3 separate regions of the Rattus norvegicus genome follow, and regions 2 and 3 are each linked to region 1. Evidence: chromatin contacts called from public Hi-C data. All regions are on one chromosome and are shown on one strand. The core of a region is the stretch at or near the end of the contact, and the rest is flanking DNA. Distances in the headings are between cores, read along the strand shown. Region 1 holds the start of Nr2f2 (nuclear receptor subfamily 2, group F, member 2). Region 2 has its middle 580 kb from the start of Nr2f2. Region 3 has its middle 760 kb from the start of Arrdc4.

Region 1 (3,902 bases), core at 384-2,883:
AGACCAGGGAGAAGAGGGCGGAGAGAGAGAGAGAGGCCGTCAGAGAGGAGAGGAAGCCGGAGAGAGGCTGGGAGCAGGAGTGGGGCGCTGGCGGAGCCCAGGCAAGGCCCGTGACGACCGGAGAAAGCCAGCGAGGCTCAGTCACCCGCTGTTATCTGACTGAGGACCCGGAGAGTCGCTCTCGCAGAAACACAAAGAAATCCCGGCAGTGGCTCGCTCCAACCCGCAGCCCGCGCCCGGCGCGGAGCGCGCCATTGGTAGAGCACTGTTCCCGGCTCTGGGATAATTTTATATCACAAAGACCCAACTGGCGCAGAGGGAAAGCAGCGGCCCAAGGCCCCTTGCCCACACTTTCCTACTCCCTACAGTGCTCTCAACGTTTCAAAAGTGAAAGGAAAAAAAGAAAACAAGAGGTATTTTTTTAAGCAGAATGTTAATCCATAGAGGGGTCACATGAGCTCTGCCCAGGCGGCAGCGTTAATACGGCGAAGTGCATAAAATTGCCATTTGTAATTTGAACCTCCTGTACAAAAGTACAATCTCAGGTTGGTTTTTTTTTTTTTTTTTTGAGAAGGTGGGGGTTGGGAGAGTGGTAAGGAGGAGGGACATATGTTGAACATGCAGGAAAAACAAGGAAAGGGAGAAAGAGAAGAGAGTGAGAGGGGACTTTAAAACAACAACAAACAACAACCCCATTCCTTGCAGAAAGGTGAACTCGAATGAACTCTCAATCAATGCAAAGGAAGGGAAAGCAGCCCGAAGAGAGAGGGAGAGAGGGAGAGAGAGGGAGAAAGAGTGGAGAAGGAAAGTCTGCTAAAGCATGCGGACTGTAGTGGGGGGTGGGGGCTGATCTGGGTTGCAGTGCAGACCCCGCTCCTAGTACCAAATCCCCTCCGACTGCAACACGGAGAGCTCGGGGCTTCTGTGTCCTTACCCAGAGCAGGCTAGCCAAACGCACCCAGGGCCCCGGGACCACGGGCGAAGGGGGAAGAAATGAGAAGCCGATACCTTCCCGTCTCATGCCCACTTTGAGGCACTTTTTGAGGCGGCAGTACTGGCACTGGTTGCGGTGGTGCTGGTCGATGGGACAGTTCCGGTTGGCGCGGCACGTGTAGCTCAGGTTCCTCCGCACGCTGCGCTTGAAGAAGCTCTTGCAGCCCTCGCACGTGAACTGGCCGTAGTGCTTGCCGCTCGACTTGTCCCCGCACACCACGCACTCGATGTGCTGCTGCTGCTGCTGTTTGTCGCTGCCTGGGCCGCCAGGGCCGCCCTGGCTGCCAGCCGCTGTCTGGGCCGGCGTGCTGGCCGGGCCCCCTTGGCCCGGCGTCTGTGGCGTGTGCGGGGCGCCAGGCGGCGGGCCCGGCACGGGCGGCGCCTGCGAGGCCTGGCTGCCCTGAGAGCCGGGCACCTCGTCCTGGGGGTCGCGCCACGTGCTGACTACCATTGCCATATCTATGGGGGCCGCGTCCGGACTTCTGCTCCCCTGGCTGCGGGCGGCGGCGGGGTGGCGGCGGCTCCCGGGTCTCGGGCTCCGGCGCGCCGCCTTTTGTGTGTGCGAGGGTGCGAGAGGGCGCGGGAGGGCGCCCCGGGTGGCTCAGGGCTAGTTGATTGAGGTTAGTTAGTTTTTCCTTTTTTGTTTTTGTTTTTGCTTTTGCAAAGTTTTGTCGATTGCTTGTCTGGCCCGGTGTGTTTTGTTTGTTTCCCTCGGCTCAGCTTTGTTGGTTTCGGGGGGCTTTCCGTCAAGAGGGGAGGGCAAGGGGACAGGGGAAAGCGAATGGGAGCAGAACGTGGAGAGAGGGAGGGGAGGGAGAGCTGCAAGTCGATTGTCTGGCTTCAAGACAGAAGTAGGAGGCAAAAAAAAAAAAAATCTCTCTAAAGATCTCGCTCGCTCTCACTCTCCCTCCCTCTCTCCCTCTCGTTCACTCTCTCGCTCTCAGATCTAGTGTGCAGCGGAGGAGTTGGAGGAGGAGAAGGAGGAGGAGGAAGAGGAGGAGAAGGAGGAAGAGGAGAAGGGAAGGCGACTGTCCGGGGGCCAAGTCCAGGGCAGCCCACAGTCAGCCATTCAGGAAAGCCATCGAAATCAGGAGGACTGGGAGAGCGAAGGCGCCGGGCGCGGGCGCGCCCTGGGAGCCAGGCAGGCCGGGGCGGAGGCCGGCGGCCCGCGGAGTGGCCGGAGCTCTGCCCGGGTCCGGGGGAATCAGCATGAAAGTGGTCCGCGTCCGGCGCTGCGCGGCGTCGTCCTGGCGCTGGGCCGCCGCCGCCTCTTGCCCCGGGCGCCTGGCGCGCGCCGCGCTCGCTCCGGACGCCGCCGCCGCCGCTCTCGGAGGCCGCTCGCTGCTCCCCGCGGGCCGCCCGGGCCGCCGCCGCCGCCGAAACCTCCGGGTCGGGCCCGGAGCCGCCGCGTCTAGCGCCGCCGCCGCCGGTGGAGTCGCTGCTGCTGCCGCTGCTGCCGCCGCCGGTGGAGCCGCTGCTGCTGCTGCTGCTGCTGCCGCCGCCGCCTCACACACATAGGGAAAGAGTCAACTCGCCGGCGGCGGGGGAGAGATGATAAGAGAGAAAGGAGGGCAGATCAGCACCTAGAAGCGCATCCTTCGTGCGCAGAGGGGGGAGAAACGGAGAGAAAGAATGAAAGAGGGAAGAGCAGCGCGGCACCCGGAGAAAGGAGGCAACTCCGGCAGAGGAGGAGGAGGAGAAGAAAACACACACGCGCGCACGCACGCACACACCGCGGAGAGAAAAGAGCAGAATCAAAGTGATCAAATATGCTAAAAAGGGGGGCGCGGGAGGGAATGCGATTTATAGGCGCCGGGGCTGGCAGAAGTGGCTTCTCCGCGATCAGCTCACTGAGCTCTCTATATAGTGAACTTTGACACGACTGCTGCAACTTAGCGCACGTTGCCATGGCGACGGCGCGCCTTATAAGGCAGCCGCCGGGGTTGGCCTGGCCCGGCGCGCGCGCGCCGCCCCCTCGTCGTCATTGGCCGGAGCGCAGCGGCCCCGCCACGGCGGCAGAGGGAACAGCCCGGTCCTAGCGCGAGCGGCGTCGCGACAGCCGCGCGGGGCGCGCGGGGACGGAGGGGGGCGGGGACGGGTGGCCGCGCTGCCCGGGCCACAGAGAGGGGGATGGGCCCGTGCGGGCCCCGGAACGCGGACCCCAGTCGCTCCGCACCCGGCACCCGAGGTTTCCGCCCGGGCGGCAAGACTAGCGCGCGGCGCACACAGTACGCCTCTTAAAGGCTCCGCGAGGGGTTGAGGATGGAGCCAAAGACTTAGTCTCTCTCAACTTGGCGATGCCTCTAAATGCGCAGCTCGCCGTCCACCCGGGACTCCCGGCGCATTATGTAGAGCCCACGATGCCAAAGACTGAATAATGCGCTTCCCTTCTTTGTAGAGGGGTACGCAGTGGAGGTGGCAAGGTGCCGGGATCTGGGCTTGCAAACGAAAGATTTGGCTGGATCGAGTGGTGGCAAATCCTTTGCTTAATGAACTCTCATCACTTGCTCGGTTTGGTAGCTCCTTTTTGTTTGTTTGTTTGTTTGTTTGTTTATAGGAAGAGAAACCGTTCCATATCTGCCTTTTTCTTTAGAGGGTTAATATTTTATAGATTTGTGGCCTGACATTTTAATTGCTCAAATGAAGCATCTCGGATGCTGAGAAACACCAGTAGACTTCACCTCATTGTTATGACGCAATTAAAATAAATTCCTCTCAACTTTATCCTCTCTTATTGGTTTTAGCTAGCTGGCCAGCCAGTGACCTGTCACACACTCGGTCATGAAAAGAGGGAGAAAGACCTTTCTGTCCGCTGATGGACAGGCGGAGGCAGCCGCTCAGCCTCGCCTGTGCACACCCTCTGTACACACATGTAAACGCACATGTATCAGATGCACATTAGTCAATGT
Region 2 (3,434 bases), core at 684-3,183, 580 kb after region 1:
GGGAAAGCGGGCAGGGAAAGCGGTCCAAAGCTTAAGCTTTAGAAACTTCATATATAGACAATTTTGATCCCGCAATTCCCAAAGAACCGTAGATGATATCGTGTGGCCATGAATTTGGGAGGACACTGAAAAGTAGACACTGCGACATAATTTGCTCACATTTAAGCGCGTGGAGTTGTGTAATCAGACTCACTCTTATAATTCCCATGAGCCAACAGGGTACAGCCTCTGAAGTGCGTTACCGCCCCTCCTCTCCACCCCAGCTCTACTACTGTTACAGGTCTGCAGTTTGTGATTTTAGCACGAGGTCAACCTTATCAATAAATGCAGATGGTTCACATAAACTGTATTTTAAAGAATGGAGAGGAAACGGTAAACTTCTCAACAAATGGCTGTAGTATGGCTTAGACTAGTGAGAAAGGAGCTGTGGATGGAAGTGTGCGTTTCTCAGTCAGCAAACAGGAGATTCGCATACAATTTCACCCCATGGAAGAAAAGCAACCCAGTGGAAATGCCCGTGGTCAGCAAACCTTCTGGGAGGAGCAGTCCTTGCTGCTTTCTTAATATGAATTAATGAAGCCATATTTCAAATTGAATTTGGTAAATAAGAACAGGAAGAAGAGTGTTGGGCAGGAGGATGAGTCTTACATAGATGACACAGGACATTCACTGTGTGTGACAGTGAAGGAGAAACAGCGTGGTAGTCTTTTGCTTAAGGCTGGGAGAAGCATTTGCTACACAAATTGTGTGGGCTGGAATTTTGCTTGAGCAAAAGTAAAGCTATTACAGCTGGGAGCTATGTTTCTTAGGAAAAGGTGTGTGTGTGTGTGTGTGTGTGTGTGTGTGTGTGTGTGTGTGTGTGTGTGTGTGTACGTTTAGCACCATGAGACTAATAGAGAAGGAAAAAGTAAGGTTGCAGAAGAGTTTTGATTTGAGTGTAATCTAAAGATCAAAGACTTTTGTGTGATGTATCCAGAATGGCAGGCAGAATTTAGTGACAGACAGGCAATGGTATCTTTTTTTTAATTTCCATTCTCAATAAGCACTGACTAATTGGTGATGTATGGCTAAGGAAGGGGTCTTACTGCTTAAGGAAACTAATAAAAATGGAAAGATCATCTCTTTAAGGATGAGAGGCAGGGACAAAATAGTGTGCCTGTAATTCGGATTTATTAACAGTCTTTTGCTGATTTTCAGTAAAATACTCTTCATGTAACCTTGACTTTATTAGGGAGTCCTTAAGGTGCATTTGGAAGATAGATAATGAGTTTGGGGAATAGCCTTATCTGCATCAAGCTAATCTTTAACAGCTTGGAAAGGAATCCGCATAAAGTTTTCCAATTTGAGTGACAGACGCATGTTAAAGATGAAACTGTTCAGAATGTCCTTTTACTGTGAAGTCTTTACGGTACAGGGCAACATTTTTTATAAGCATGCTTCACAGAGCAGAAAGAGCATAAAACAAATAAGAAACATAGAATGCCATAGAGCGTTAATACTATTCTTGAGGGTCAAATGAATTGCTAGTTGAGAGAAGAAAGAATTCTACTGTCCGAAGCCTCTGAGTGGCACTTTGTATCTGGGTTAATGAAAGCAAGTCAGACATACCCAAGGGGAAAAAGTGTTTCATTCACGTTGGCTGTCTCCTTTAAAAGGAGGGACAATCTGAAGGGGGGACTTTGAGTGGCATGTCATTGTCGAGACTGCACATGCCACATTGTCAGGGTTTCTATGGAGAGAAATGGCCAGGAACCTTTCTGACCCTTCGCAAGTGCGGGACTCTGTGTGTCTGTGTGGGTGTGCGACAGAAGGCTGGAAGCCGAAAGAAAGGGGGGATGAAAAGGAAACTAATTGAGAAGTATCTTTCTAACGAGACAGCTCATATACCCAAGTGCAGATTCCCAAGTTCAGATTTCTCAGTTAGTGGAAACACAAGCTCCCTTCTTTAGCATAGAGTAGACATGCGCAGAGAGGCTAATTTCCCACAGCTTCCAGGCCAGTGACATCACTTTCCCAAGCTGGTCCGCTTGTGCGTTGAAAGCCTTAAACGCATGCATTTGTTATTTTGTGTGTTTGTTTGTTTGTTTCTTGTAACCTTGTGTCACTAGTTTCCTTAATTGTTTGCTTTTACTTCAGTTTTTGCTTGTTTGTTGATTCGTTTCTCTTCTTTCCCCTTTTCTCCTTGGACTCCGATCACTTCTTTTATTTCCGTTTCAAGAGTTCACAAAAACTGGATTCAACTAAAATATCTGTAGTCTAGAGGGTATGGCTGATTTCTAAATCACGAGACTAACGCAGATTATTTATTTAGGGAATTAACCTTTATAGCCCTGGGACCTTCCTAAAATATTCTCGGCTAATCCCGCCCCCTTTTGACATTTCCCGATTCTTTCTAACTCTACATTAAAATTATTTCTTCATTCGAATAAGGACTGAATAGACAACTGGCAAAGGGAGGAAGATGCCATCACAGATCTGTCCTGTAGTGGCAAAAGTGGCTGTGTACAAAGCAAGAAGCCTCTCACTCCTGGGAAATATCCATGGTGGATGAGGAAGACAGGATTTCGGATTTGAATGAGCTTTACTCCCCCACTTTAAGAAGCAAGTGATAATTCATCCGCAAACACACCTTTCTTTGCTGCAGTCAATAGAAAAGTTGTTTTGCTAATGGCTATCTCTCTGCAAGTCCTTGACCTGCTTGTAAACACATTTCTGCAGGAAAACCCTGGGCCATGGCCTCAGGACTTTGCATCAACAATAAGAGATAAAGTGACCACAACTTAACCTGTTCTGGCCTGGAGTGCCCTCTGCTGCCCCTTGGCCAAACGGGGCCCTAATCTCTCAACTGAGGGAGCACATGGCTGGGAGGGCTGACTTGACCTCGCCTGACCCCTGATGCTGTCTGCTTCTTTATATTTTAAAAAAGTTTATCTAGCCTTACCAGAGAGCCATTACCAACTGCCTGTCCGTTAACAGAGAGTGGAGGGGTGGCTCTTTGGAATGATAAAATATAGATCTATATGTCTGTGATTCTAAGGAAAGTGGACTGAAGGGAGATTTAAAAAAAGAAAAAGAATAAAAAATTCTTGAATTGTTTGTAGAAATTCCATTTACTTCCACCTTTGAAGTCTAATTGAGACGAAGAGAGCTTTTAAAAGAATAAAATATTAAAGACACCAATGGCTGTTTCAGATTGAGTTGATTTATGTTCAAGTATAGTCAAATGAATATACCTTAAAAGTATAAAATTCACAGTGGGTATTTGAGATAAATTTACTTATGTTAAGTTATATTTAATATCTTAATTTACCTGCTTCTGCATCCACTCTCCCTCCCTCCCTTCCTCCCTTTTTCCTTCCTCTTCCCCCATTTCTCTCTTCTTTAAAGTTAACTTGAAAAAGTAATTCCTTCTGTGTTGGTTCTGACGTCTTTGG
Region 3 (3,576 bases), core at 551-3,050, 870 kb before region 1:
GTTTTCTGAGTTAAAATTTCAAACACAGAGCAGGCTTATTTACAACCCGATGTCCTTAAAATTATTTATTTTTGGAGTTTAAAAAGATACCTACAAATCATAGAAAACAGTCACTAATCAGTCTCAATTAAGCATTCTGCTTAATTTAAGACAAGTGAGCGATCGGCAGTCCTAGGAAGTATGCTCCTGACCGATATATTTCCGTGCTGAGAGGTTCAGTCGAAAACGTACAACTGTCCCTTCGGCAGAAGAAAAGGCCCACTTGTTCAGACCATGCACAAATTAAAACATCTTATTTAGAGGGTTATGAGGCATTTCAGGGAGAAAATGCACCAAAGTTAAACTTGTTTATGGAAGGGGATAAACGGTTGTAGTTTAAGCCTGTGCCTGGAAGGTCTGTGCTGACTGATAAATCTCCTTCCGGTTTCACCTTAAGTGAAACGTGTGCATTATAGAAGTGGTTATCCTTCTGCCTGGCGCCAAAAGAGATGAATCATTAGGGATGTCACAGAGATTTATAATCACACCATAAAGAAAGTAAATTCAAAGTGCATTCCTTTGGCAATAAAGAACATATTAGAGAGAGAGAGAGAGCTCACTGGACAAGGTCAGATAGGGAAAATGATCAAATGGTGTGGCTGCTGGATCTAGACAATAAGACTTGTTTTAATATCCTAATCATGATTTTTTTCCCACAGTGCTTTGCTATTAACACTTTTAATGGGTTTCACATTGGCAGACCTTTTCTTTCTATATTTATTTGTTGGTTTGCTGTTTCATTCCTCCGTTCTGAGCCATGATAATTAGACTGCAGAGCCGGTAACCGTGCAAAGAGCAAAAAAACCTCATAATATGGCAAAAATTAAAAAAAATAAGTAAATAAAAAAAAACCAAGGTAAGTGGGAACTGTCATCCTTTTAAAGAACTGTTCTACTATTGCAAGATTAGTTCTGCTGTTGGTGGCTGGTTTTTAAGAGGATAAAGTTAAAGATGCAGCCAAAAAGAACTTTATTTCACTTGCCCTTTCGAAAATGTCAAAGAAATTCTCCAATAAGGAGACTTTCTGAATCTGGGACTCTTGCTGGCTGGTGACCCAGCTCAGACCAGGCGCTCTCTGACACCCCACCTCCAGGCAGGAGAAGCTGCCCTTTGGATGCCAGATGGAAATTCGTTTTCAAAATCTGTCCACACATCTGAACTGCAAACCTGTGCAACGCCTATCTCCACGCGAGTCTGAATTATCTGGGACCCGTGGCTTTTATGAGAGGAGGGGAAAGGCCCGCATGGTCTCCGAGGAGAAATTCGGAGACAAGGAGTATCCTTCCATTTCAGCCAGTATGAGAGAGCAGAGCATCTGAAAAGCCCTGTTGTTAAGGAGACTTGCTGACATGAGTACGAGGGAGAATTATTTGAAGGGAAGGGGATGCTTTGTGATAATGAATACTGACTTAGGAACGGCTCTGGCCGGCAGGTCCTCATGTTCTACGTGGTCGGCGCCAGGGCACATGTGTTGGGGACATGCACAGTAACTACGGCTTGCCTTCCGATTTTCACCCCATTTACTTTGCGATGGGACCTGGCATTCACCGTCTTCTGATTGGTTTTCCCAGGTTGCCGGTGTAACAAATATAATTTTTCAGCAAGATGGCTGCTGCCACAAGCGGGCTCAGAAATGTCCATTTTAATTAAACATTTTACTTTCAATTACGTTTCACAGTTTGCACATGGTGACACGGGCTTTCATCACATGGACTTGCAGGCAGCTATATTACTACTGTTTGCCTAGGCAGGGAAAGTTCTGTTAGGGGGAAATGACTCACATATGAAAAAAACAGATTTTCTTTAACTTGATCTGTGCAAGGCTAATTTTAAAAGGGAGGAGGAGGAGGAGGGGGAGAAGGAGGAGGAGGAAAAAGAAAAGAACGGCAGTCCCATGTTTAGACTTCTGACCAGACTCGTGTGCTCATTGTCAGGATTCCTCACAGTCCTAAAGCAAAAGTAGCCAGTCTGTGGTTATTCAGTGGGTCCCTAACAGTTGTCAGCAAGGAATTTGCCTTCAAAATCTGTGAACGCCAAAGTCAAAAATATAATTTTCACTAAAACCAGTCTCATAAATATACGTGTCCTCCCTGTAAACCGGACTTGACCCTTGTCACCCAGCTTATAGATTAAGGCCCAAATTCACATGGAGGAACGTTTTCTCACAAAATGATCCATAAACGCATATTTCAAGAACCCTTTTGAGATGTTTCCAGATTAGGAAAATATCTGGAGTGCAAAAAAGACCGGAAGCTCATTCGCGGCTTGCTCTGAAGCACAAACTCGAATAATTTTCCTTCCCAAGAAAGAAGGGAAGTTTCTGTGGGCTCATGGTATACAGCTTTTAATTCACAAAGAAACTTGGAGAAAGGTGTAGCCCAGAACATCAGGGTTTTTTGTTTTGTTTTGTTTCAAAAGGTATGTCCGAGAGGGTATCAGTGAAGGGGAATTGATTTATAAACAGCAATTAATGACATTTAAATTAAATATCTTGGGGAATCATTGACACCAAGCTGAAATTGCCTTATGCTAATGTTCTTCAGTCTGAGGTCCCTACAAGTAACTTCAATATCAACTTAATGGCTTAAGTAACAAGGGCAGGAAGTGTGCACAGGTGAGGGGAGGTTTAACCTGAGCCCCTCAGCTCCACTATTTACCACTGCCTTTGTTTGTTCTCAGTTATTCTGACATGATTACCACATGTACATATCCTCTTTCCCAGTTCCCCTCCCTCCTTCATCCCTCTCTTTCCCCTGCCCTCTGCTCTTTCCTTCATCATATATATATATATATATATATATATATATATATATATATGTATGTTTGCATTTAATTCTTAGAAGAACGCTTTAAGACAATATCTTCAAAGAATGTGGGTTTCTAAATTGACAGAATTACAGAATTTACCTGTGCCACCAGTGAATGGGGCTGATGTTAAGATCACACTTGGCCTTTGCCATGGAAAGGTTTTTAAACCTACATTCACAAACAACAACAGCAAATAATTGTTCTCTCTCTTTCTCTCTCCCTCCTCTCTCTCCTCTTCCTCCTCCTCCCTCCTCCTCCTCCTCCTCCCTCCCTCCCTCCCTCTTTGAACAGTAATTCTGGGGACAGGCATGTAAAACGATGCTTACTTTTTCCTAAATGAAAGGGCTGAAGTCCTTAGGTGAACTCTCACTCTGGGGCTGCCTGGGTACAGATAAAGTTTAGCCTGTCGGACTGAGCCAGGATTTCTTACACCTCCCACAGAGTTCTATGTGAAATGAAGAGATAGATAAAATCTCCCCTTTACAAAATGAAGGGTGCTTCTGCACTAATTCCAGCAGAAGGGGAGAGGCTTATAAATTCAGCCAAACATCAAGACTATCTAAGAAACAAACAAACAAACAAACAAACACACGAGGGCCACACAGTGAAAGCTGCTGATCCCCTAGGAAAACCATGGCAAACTCATGCTGCAACCATTTAGCTTTGTAGGCAGACACCTATAGGCGCATGCCCGTTTAGAAGGGGAAAACGCCTTTGGAAATGACTGCC

The links. Hi-C and Micro-C count contacts between places; a contact is called where the count stands out from the background.
Region 2: a Hi-C map of Schwann cells shows a contact between it and region 1, with 2.2 times the contacts expected there. The contact joins the enhancer-like site here to the promoter of Nr2f2 in region 1. A contact is called at or near these places in 2 of 12 Hi-C or Micro-C datasets (Schwann cells and kidney).
Region 3: a Hi-C map of the A7r5 cell line shows a contact between it and region 1, with 6 times the contacts expected there. The contact joins the enhancer-like site here to the promoter of Nr2f2 in region 1. A contact is called at or near these places in 2 of 12 Hi-C or Micro-C datasets (the A7r5 cell line and the Rat2 cell line).

What each region holds. Positions count from the first base shown.
Region 1 is chr1:133,424,546-133,428,447 of GRCr8, forward strand. It overlaps Nr2f2 (nuclear receptor subfamily 2, group F, member 2), which reads right to left and starts at 1,634. Exons shown (of 3, transcript NM_080778.2): 1 at 1,009-1,634. The coding sequence starts at 1,450.
Region 2 is chr1:134,008,893-134,012,326 of GRCr8, forward strand. No RefSeq gene overlaps it. Among named protein-coding and RNA genes, the nearest start is that of Nr2f2, 580 kb to the left of the region's middle. Within about 2 kb of position 1,934, at least 3 of the 93 cell types and tissues checked have an H3K27ac peak or open chromatin away from gene starts, as enhancers often do. A contact at or near this core is called in Schwann cells, where this site is marked.
Region 3 is chr1:132,554,786-132,558,361 of GRCr8, forward strand. No RefSeq gene overlaps it. Among named protein-coding and RNA genes, the nearest start is that of Arrdc4, 760 kb to the left of the region's middle. Within about 2 kb of position 1,801, at least 2 of the 93 cell types and tissues checked have an H3K27ac peak or open chromatin away from gene starts, as enhancers often do. A contact at or near this core is called in the A7r5 cell line, where this site is marked.